Regions from separate parts of the Mus musculus genome. Here all the other regions are linked to region 1. Evidence: chromatin contacts called from public HiChIP or PLAC-seq data. All regions are on one chromosome and are shown on one strand. The core of a region is the stretch at or near the end of the contact, and the rest is flanking DNA. Distances in the headings are between cores, read along the strand shown.

Region 1 (3,079 bases), core at 382-2,881:
GCCATAGGCTTCTCTTTCAACCCAGGCTTCCTTTACCTTTTCAAGCGTTTCCTTGTTCCCAGCGTGCCCTGTTCCTCTTGCTTCCTCTCTGTGTTCTCCTTTAAAACTCTATGCCTAGAAATACCTTTAAGTTCTTACATCCTCACTTTCTCACCTCGGCTCTGGGCCCCTGAACTACATGGCGGTCAATGTCATGGGTCTAACACTACTTCCTGAGAGTCTTCTGAGAATTTGCTTTTTCTGAACTGGAAGTCGGTGTAGACAGTAGCGCCAGGTCAACTGGTAAGTCTTCCTATTTTCCACTAAAGGAATCCAGCAGGCCTCCAGGATAGCTATCTTCACACAGCATTCACCTGCCCAGAAGGAAGAAGAGAAATAGGTGAAGCCAGGAAAAAATAAGTAGCCTGTTGGAAGCTTAAGATAATGCTGAAATACAGCGTCTGTCAGCCCCTGGACAGAGATGCTGAGAAGAGCAGACTGAGTTTCCAGATACCAGGCTGGAAGGGATAGTTAGGGAGATGTCTGTCTATACCTATATCGGCTGGCCTCCCCTCCCCTTTCCTCTTCCTTCTCCTCTCCTCTCCTCTTCCTTCCCCTCCCTTTTTCCTGCCTCCTCCCTTCTTTCCAACCCCCTCCCCCTTTCTTTTCTTTCTTTGCCTTCTTTTGTGCTTTTTGAGACAAGGTCTCACTTTGTAACCAACACCTGGCTTGAACTCATGGTAATCCTGTCTGTTTCCTCAGTGTTCATAAACTTCTGTATGCTCCTCTGAGTGGCAGGAGCAGGTAATATCTGGGGATCTAGGAGCTGCTGGGGCTAAGAGTTCACCAGTTCACAGAAGGGGAACTTGCCCAGAAGGTGCCCCTGTGCACTACAAGCTGATGCCCACCCACCTTCCCTGCCCGGATGCCACTGGTTACTTTTTCTTAAAGGACTTGGACGGGGGCCTTTCTCCGACTCCTCTCCAGCCCGTGGCTGAGCCAGCCAGCCTCCTCTCTGCATTGTCTTGGAGAGAGGAATCACCTGGGATTTAGGCTCATTTTTAACAATGTATCCTCATTTCCTGGGGACTAACAGCTTTGTGAGGGTCTCTCAGCAACCCGCGTCAAGGGGGAAGGGGATGGGACTCAAGATGCCTTTTGCTAATTAGAACCCCTTCAGCTCTCCTGTTACACAAGAATCCAGGGCACCACATGACCCTCTGCAAAGCTGCCTTTTTTTTTTTTAAGGTATTTTTAGCCAGAATCAAAGGGTGAGATTTTTTTTTTTTTTTCTGCTCAACTTTGCAACTGTAAGGCTGTGAACCTCATCTCACATTCTCCTTCCTTTTCTATAGATTCTACTGTCCTTACCCGGTTTCTCTATTTCTTTCTCCTTCCTGGAACTCTGCATGCGTGTGTGCGCATATGTGCACGTACGTCCATGCATGCAGGCGCACATGAGGGTGAGTGCATGAGCTCCTGTGTGTAGGTGTGAGGGCCTGGCGGGAGTGTGGCCGCGGTGCCAGGCAGCCATGCTGCATCTCTGGCTGCTCATTGTTCAGTTCCGTCTCCATGGTGACAGGAGCAGCTGCTCCATTCTGGGCCTTGGCTTGGCTGTGCAGGGCGGCCTGCCCGCCCGTCTGCCCGCCGGTCCACCCTCCCGTCCTCCTGCCCAGCCGTGGGAGCTGCCAGCTCTACGCCCTCCCGCTGCCCACAGGCCTTGCCAGGCTGGGCGCAAGAAAGCGTGTTTACTAACACCATCCACATGGCTCCTGGGGCACCGTGGCTCTGCCCAGAAGATGTCAGGCCCAGGGCACCGGGAGGTGGGCCTGGAGCCAGGCTGTCTGTAGCTGAGGGAAACCAGGCTGGCCAGCGGCTGCTGCTGCCGCCGCCGCCGCCTAGGTCTGCCAGCGCTCCCAGCCTCCAGGCAGGGTTGCAGGCACTTGTTCAGGGGCCCCAGAGAAGCCCTCTCCGAAGTCTCTTTCCCCCTTCCTGCCATGCTGTTTAATACTCTTCTCAATGTGCCCTAGTCCTAGTGTATTCCACCTGGTCATTTTACCCCTGGCAGTCTCCTCTGGTCCCCATAGTGGAATTATCCAATCTAACACCTTCACAGGCTTAAATTAGGAGCTGCCAAGTGGGAGGGACCTGAAGGATGTAGTCCTTTGAAATAACAGGCAGAGGGAGGGCAGGGTTGTGTCTACACCCCATCTGCCCTCAGAGGCCTGGGTGGGCTCTCCTGTGTGGCCCTTTTGAGCTCTGCATTCTTTCCCTCTGCTTCTCTTTCTCCTCCTTCCTTCCTTCTTCTCAGCCTCTCCTTCTCTCCCCATCAGTTTTTGTTTTTTTTTTTTTTCCGTGAAGGCCTCTGTTCTCTGTGTCTGTATGTCCATATGTACGTCTGTGATTGTGTGTGTCTCCGTTTGTGGTTTGGTGTTCTGGTGGGTGTCAGTCTCCCATCTGTGTAAATGTCACTAGTTCTGTGTGTCTCCCTCCATCTGTGTGTGTCCATGTTCCTGTGTGTATCTTTGTATGTGTGTATGTGTCAGTGTGCTTGTGTGTGTGTGTTTCTCCCTGTGTGTATATCTACTTATGTCTCCATCTGTGTCTATGCATATAAGAGAGAAAGATGGACCCCCTTTAGGAGGCTAACGACAGTCCTTCTTGGGAATGTCCCCACAGCCTCTTACTGAGGTCTAGTTCCCAGATCCTGGTATCAGAGTCTTGGAACCATAGGCTAACTTCCGTCATCCCTCCTGATGATTCTGCCAGCCTGGGACCCTTGGGGACTTCTGGGACCTGTTTGTCCCAGCAGTAGATCTGTAGCTTCCTGAGAGCCTATGACCCTCTACTGTGTGTGCACAGTGAAGCTTCATAGTACCTGACCTTGTGAAATGTTTTTCCTTAGAAATTTCAGTTGGCGCCAGGCAGTGGTGGCGCACGCCTTTTAATCCCAGCATTTGGGAGGCAGAGGCAGGCGGATTTCTGTGTTCGAGGTCAGCCTGGTCTACAGCGTGAGATCCAGGACAGCCAGGGCTACACAGAGAAACCATGAACCCTGTCTCGGAAAAAAAAAAAAAAAAAAAAAAAAAAAGAAAGAAAT
Region 2 (3,218 bases), core at 606-3,105, 310 kb after region 1:
AAGGCCGTCCCTCGTATTCTCTAGAGGGGTATGAATCCCCTAGTGCCTACAATAAATACACTTGCAGTGTTTGCCACTGACTTGAATTACTGGGTTGTTCGGGGAGCTGGGTTCTCAGAATTTCTGTCGCCTGAGAAGTATATGTTGATCATCTGGAGGTGGCTGGCCACTTCTCAGAATTGGCTTCTTCTCATTCACCAAGGCAGCCACTCCATTGCTTTGGTCGGTACTGCAAGTCTGGAGGCTACTTGTTCACTAAGACCTCTGAACCCAGTGAGGCAGCAGATGAGATGGCCCTATACTGGCCTTATCACTTGTCCAGCAGTTCGTGAGGCCACCATAATGCGCACAATCTCATGCACAGTGTAAGACTGCCTTTGGGAGGCAGATCCTGATGACTGGCCATTACCTCTACTTGCCTCACTGACCTGCAACCCTGGCAGACACTGCCATACAGATATTCTCTCTCCCCTCTCTCCCATTTCTTGCTATATAACAGAACTGTTTAGGAAAAAAAAAATCAAATCCAAGACAAACTCATTTTCCATTTAAGCGAATCGGGCTTGGTGTTGCAGAATAGAAATGATTGTCCTTTTGGCAAATTAAATAGGGTACCAGAGTGTTTGCCCTGAAACTGAAGCTGGATGCTCTGAGTGTGGGCCCTGCATGTCCTGATTCCCCAGCTTGAAGCCTGCACCTTCAGCCAGGCTGACAGTAGAGACTCAAATGCCTTTCTGATAACTCCTGCATGCCCCATGTTGCTGGGGCATTTCTCTTTGGAAGATCTTTATGGCCTACGACCCTGGTCACTGCAGGGCTGAAAAGACAACAAATTTATGGCAAGCCTGGAGGGCAAGAATCCAAGGATGCATTTCCCCAGCTTTCGGTTGGTAATTTATTTTTAAATGATCTTTCTGTTATTTATGAGTCTCAATGGCTCTGATGACCACAGTAAACTGTCTCTTATCAGACTAGCAAAACGAACCCGACTAAAAGAAAACTATCGCATTTCATCCCAGGAAAGACTCAGAATTTTGGCTGCCTCAGAAATACAGCTAATGCCTTGATTCCTTTTATCCTTGAGGAGCAGTTCTGCTCAGGGACACTAGGGACTCCGAATGTATAGGGGTCATACTGTCCTCTGGCTCTTTAGTGACTCACAGCACAAAGCACCACCCTCAGTTGAATCTAATAAAAGGTTCATGATGCCCACGGTGATGCTTGAAGCAGGAGAAGAATTGCAGAAAACATCTGGCCCTTGCATACTCAATAAATATTACCTGTGGGGCTGTTCTTCCTTCCTTCCTTCCTTCCTTCCTTCCTTCCTTCCTTCCTTCCTTCCTTCCTTCCTTCCTTCCTTCCTTCCCTCCCTCCCTCCCTCCCTCCCTCCCTCCCTCCCTCCCTCCCTCCCTCCCTTCTTCCTTCCTTCCTTCCTTCCTTCCTTCCTTCCTTCCCTCCCTCCCTCCCTCCCTCCCTCCCTCCCTCCCTCCCTCCCTCCCTCCTTTCTTTCTTTCTTTCTTTCTTTCTTTCCTTTCCACTTTGCTCATGGCTCTCCTTTGGGAATATACAGTCCAGAGCCCAGAATGGAAAGATTTTCATTTGCACATGCAGTTGAAGCTTTCACAATATGAATGCAGACAATAAACCCACTTGGAGTCCTGAGCCCTGATGTTCCAATACCATCAGAAGGTAGCGAGGCGAGCAAGGATGGCGATTTATTCTCCCCAGAAGCAAAGACTGGCTTCCACTCCAGCATAATTACAGTTAGCAGGGCCTTGTCTGAGGCTGATGATTCTCCCAAGTACACAACTGTCTATTGTTCTCCTGCAGCTTGTTACCATGGCGATCTAATTAAAGCAGCATCGGATGCTGCCAGCCCCAAAGGTAGGGGCTGTGTGTACATCTCCTAGTGGTTGGGGGCACACATCTTGCTCCTCGTGAGGGGCTTTCCAAATTCTGAATGGGAGTTCAGGATATGACTCATAAAGCGCCTTCGTTTTGGAAAGAGGCAGTTGCATGTTACTCTCTGTACTTTTTGAGGGGAAGGTGGTGAGACAGATACTGAAGCTTTTGTGACCTCCAGCAAATTGCTTACAATGTTTCATTCTCTGGTCCCTCTTGTATGACTGGGGCGGCAATATCTGTCTCCCAAAGAAAAGAAAAGGCCGTGAAAACATCTGTACAGAATGCAAGGGAGCATGCTGAGTGTTCCTACACTTCTGCAGGATCTGTTTACAACAGGATGAAGACAGAGGGGTCAATGGGAGGAAGCCTGGACTTTGGCTGGTAGGTCAAGGTCTAGATTATAGCTTTGAGGCTGGGGGGCGAATGAGATTTGTGGATTTCTTACCTAGCAAATATGATGGAGACAATGTCATCACTTCACATGACAATGACCATGCTGTACAAAATTGTGTGATATGTCTAACACACAACAGCCATTCAGTAAATGCAAGGCAATGGGAAGACCTTCCAGGGCTCTCAGTACAGGGGCCATTGCTATGATGCTCAGACAAAACCTGCTATTATGACCATGGCTTAGACGGTGCTTACAGTTCGTATACTGTACTCAGTGTGACCCAGTTAACTTCTTCATGCTACTAGTCCTATCTCCAAACTTGTAGAAGTGTGAGGAATCACAGGTTAGTCTCCATGCTCCTGTCTGTCAATGCTTAAAGGGCAGTAAACTCTTCCTTCTGGATACACAGCCTACTCCTTTAGCTCTGGCCACTTTTCTGAAGAATGAGAGATTACTTGGTGCTGATATACATACGTGTCATCTTCTGTAACCCTTAACATCCACCCTAAAATGCAAAGACCATCCTCATCCTATTCCTAAGATGCACAGCCACAGCTTTGGGGAGGTCAGCTGCCCCATCCAAGGTCTCGTCTTGTCAGTGGACCAGTATCTGATACCTTCACCCCAAGGCTGTGGTTTTTCTGAACCCCTGTACCATTTGGCCACTCCCTGGACTGTTGAGCTATGTGAAGCAGGCATCAAGTCTCTTCCCTTCCTTCAAGACAGGGTTTCAACATATACTCCAGTTATGAGCAGACATGAATCGGTATTACGTGAACTCTTCTTGGGGAGAAATGAATAAATGTATAGTCGCCCCAGATTGGGCACCAACCACCGGCCAACATAACTGTTCCACCAAAGTCCACATTGGAAAAACCAATGAGTTACTTATGGAGCATGAGTGAGAGATGACTTAACA
Region 3 (3,347 bases), core at 557-3,056, 470 kb after region 1:
CATGATGTCTATCAGGGAACATTTCATGTCTAAATCATAGCTGTGTGGATTTGCTGCATGGTATTATCAGGTATTTGGTCCATCAAAAACAGTTGGTAAAACTGCTTTTTGAGTTCTTGCATAAGTAACATTTTTTTTCTCCCTTATCTTTAACTGTTCTTTTCATTTATTGTTTCTTTCTTTGTTTTGCTTCCTGGATGAAGTTCCCACTTGTGTCTTACATACTTTGCATTCATCTTTTTAACTGAATGGGGCGAGTCTTCTTCACCTCACCTTCCTTTCTCCTCCAGCCTGTGAAAGGATTGTTTTCACTTGACAGCCAGGTCTAACACTCAGAAACTGTGTTATCCTAGCAATTTTTGAATTTCATAATTAAGCTATCTAACTTATCCTTGCAAACTTCCAGTTTCCTAGAGTTATATTATGGGATATTCTTTGGATAGAGGCAAATAATCCCAAGTGCTGTCTCTAGGGAAGGGTAGTTGAGTAAGTCAGATGGTTCATTAAGAGACGTCTCCGTAAGTAACTGATATCAATCATTCCTCCATCTTTGGCTTTCTACCTAGACTTCAAGTCTGAAGTCTGTTTAGAGCCCTCTGATGATTCCAACAGCACCCTCTCCTGCACTGCTTTTTCCTCTGTTTTGGTCGGACATTGACTTCACTCCAGTTACCCGGTGTCTAGAATCCATCTGCTTCTCTGCAGAAATCTCCAGTGTTCTGTTGCACCTACTTGGGTTTTCTATATTATTTTTAAAATTACATTTATGTTTCCATTATGCTAATAGAAGTCAGGAAAGAGAAGGGAGATCTATGCATGTTCAGGTCTACATCATAACCCCTGAAAGCCCTCAGTCATGTTTTAAAATGCTGTACATTTTTGAAAGGATTATCTAGCGTGTTTGGTGTTTTTTCAGGTTTTTCTGGCTGTGTCATCTGGTTGCCATAGCCAAATACCACAGGCTGAGTATCTAACAGAAATATATCTCTCAGTCTCCAGGCTGAAAAGTTCAAGATCAAAGAATCAACAGATTTGGTTCCTGGAGAAGGTCCATGTCCTAGGTTAAAGATACCTTGTCAGTCTGATTTCATTGACAGGAGTGGGAGAAGGGGGAAAGAAAAAAAAAAAAAACCAGAGACTATTTTTTTTTCTTCTAAAGCAACAGCCTACAGGGTTAGAGTTGGGCTCATATAAACGTATTTTACCTACTTTTCCCTTAAAGACCGCATCTCAAAACACAATGCCATGGAGGCTAGACCTTCAATGTTTGAGTTTTGGATAAGCCCTAACTCATTGCGTTCCGGTCTCTAATCAGTTTATCATGAAGAAACTTACGTGTAAGCATGGGTTATGTTACTTAAATACAAAATAGTAGCACATTTGACTAAAACACTAGTTTGTGGTTCCAAAAATCATTTCTAAATATAAATCATTGAGATAAAACAAAGACAAAGAACTCAATGCAGTTGAGCATAGGTGAAGTCAGGTGTCACACACACGCACAGGTATACAGGTATACAAAGCATCCATGGAGGGGACTGGCTCTCCTCCCCTTCTCCTTGTGGGTGGTAGGTCCCAGTAAATCCCTATGTGCCACTTCAAATCCATTTGCTTGGCTTCAGTCAGACTCTGATGGGCCTTATCTTATTGGCAAAGGCACATAGCAATTAAAATGGCATTGACAATCTTGTGATCTGTCTCGTGTAACAGAAAATTCAGATTAAGGGAAGATTATGCTAATGGGAGACAATCTTAGAGCAGGAAGTGCTTTTTGAAGACAGCTTGTACAGTTCCCTGACTGACATACTCTGTCTATTACATTCTGCCTAATGGTCTCCTCTTGATCATCTCCAGTAACAAGGATCCTTTAGCCTCCAGAGGCAGCAGTTTTTCTTAAACAGCACAGCTAAAAAGCTTTAAACATAGCCTCAACCTAGCTCTACATACTTCCCAGTTGTGATTACTAGCTGTGTTCTCTGTAACATACAGGGAGAATTGAAATGGCTGTCACAAGCAAGAGGAATTTATATTTTATATGCTTAACAGGACAGGTAGGAAAGACTCTTAATGTCAGTGACGGTTGTCATTTCCCTATCTAAAGTCGCTTACATTTCTCAGGCGGGTCTTTTTACAAAAAGCAAAACTGTTAAGTGAAAGCTTTAAAAATAATTCCATTACCTACCTCACAAAGACAGAGTGACAGCTGATCATTAGGAGAAGAATGTCTTCAGAACTTGGAGAAAGATGAGATTTCATCCATCATAAAGCAAGATGCATGGCAGCATCCCACCAAGGGGGCTGTTTATTGCTGGCTCACATCATCTCTGCAGTTTTGCCTCATGAGACTGGAGACAAAGAACTCAGTGCAGGTGAGCACAGGCCAAGTCAGCCTCATGGCACAGATGAGATACACCCAGTCTGAAGGTGAACAACATCCACAGAAGCAACAAGCTGGGTGTTTTTAGAATGCCTGGGACAGCAGCTGCTTCTGCAGCCTGTCAAAAAACCTGAAGACTCTAGGAAGATGGCTAAGCCCCTGTCACAGATGTTCACTAAAGGATGATGTGGGTGCATCTGAGTGCACATTCTCTCTGTCCTTGGGATGTGTCTAAGCAACACTGGCCATGTCTACATGGGACTGAGCCAGGAGAGCTGCAAAGCCATGGCCATCTGGCCTTCACTTTATCATCTCTACAACTTAGATGTCCACAGTCATTGTCCAGTCAGTAGTAGAATATATTAATATCTAGAAAATATTAAACCATGCTATACGGCACTATGCAGTATATGGAAGCTTTGCTCCTTGATACACAGAGATCTTTCTCCTCTCCCATTATAGCTTGTGCTTCTTCCTGATATGGTCCACTTCACCACCCCACACTCTCCTGCTTGTTTCTCCTCATCCATCCATCTATTCATTTATCTATCCATGCGTCCATCCATCCACCCATCCATTCTGCTCCAACGACTCAGGCATCCTCATTGTTCTTGAAAGACTCCAGGAACCCCTCCCCCCACCCACGGCTCTTTGTATCTTGCTATGGCTGCTCTTCTCCCCGCTCCCTGCAAGGACCATTCCCTCACTATGACTAGGACTCTGTCTCTCCAGGTGTGATCTCCTCTTGCATACTTTTCTCCGCTGCTTCGCATAAACTACAAGTCACTGTCCCCTTCTTTCTCCTTGTTTTGATTTTACTTCTGTATTTCTTGATCTTCAGGGAGTTTACCAAAGCTCTCACATTCTAATCAAGGTAACAATGTGTATGCATGTTACAAATGTACGCATGAACATACATAAGTATTGTACTATACAAACTCACAGACGTCCCTTGACTCCCCAATAAATG

What was found. HiChIP or PLAC-seq counts read pairs in DNA pulled down with a chosen protein or histone mark.
Region 2: a contact with region 1 is called in an H3K4me3 HiChIP or PLAC-seq map of embryonic basal ganglia, with 2.8 times the contacts expected there. The contact joins two enhancer-like sites. A contact is called at or near these places in 5 of 39 promoter capture datasets (cranial neural crest, frontonasal cranial neural crest, liver and 2 more) and 2 of 115 datasets of contacts at active chromatin or transcription factors (embryonic basal ganglia and neural tube).
Region 3: a contact with region 1 is called in an H3K4me3 HiChIP or PLAC-seq map of embryonic basal ganglia, with 4 times the contacts expected there. The contact joins two enhancer-like sites. A contact is called at or near these places in 8 of 39 promoter capture datasets (the C10 cell line, the HPC-7 cell line, cranial neural crest and 5 more), 1 of 484 Hi-C or Micro-C datasets (bone marrow-derived macrophages), 13 of 115 datasets of contacts at active chromatin or transcription factors (astrocytes, bone marrow-derived macrophages, craniofacial prominence and 10 more) and 1 of 9 other capture datasets (embryonic stem cells).

Annotation. Positions count from the first base shown.
Region 1 is chr12:12,903,338-12,906,416 of GRCm38.p6, reverse strand. No RefSeq gene overlaps it. Among named protein-coding and RNA genes, the nearest start is that of Gm40271, 4.5 kb to the left of the region's middle. Within about 2 kb of position 1,631, at least 141 of the 459 cell types and tissues checked have an H3K27ac peak or open chromatin away from gene starts, as enhancers often do. A contact at or near this core is called in embryonic basal ganglia, where this site is marked.
Region 2 is chr12:12,589,773-12,592,990 of GRCm38.p6, reverse strand. No RefSeq gene overlaps it. Among named protein-coding and RNA genes, the nearest start is that of Gm34637, 79 kb to the left of the region's middle. Within about 2 kb of position 1,855, at least 59 of the 459 cell types and tissues checked have an H3K27ac peak or open chromatin away from gene starts, as enhancers often do. A contact at or near this core is called in embryonic basal ganglia, where this site is marked.
Region 3 is chr12:12,431,245-12,434,591 of GRCm38.p6, reverse strand. The region is part of intron 1 of Gm34489 (a long non-coding RNA gene); the gene reads right to left. Among named protein-coding and RNA genes, the nearest start is that of Gm34489, 12 kb to the right of the region's middle. Within about 2 kb of position 1,806, at least 6 of the 459 cell types and tissues checked have an H3K27ac peak or open chromatin away from gene starts, as enhancers often do. A contact at or near this core is called in embryonic basal ganglia, where this site is marked.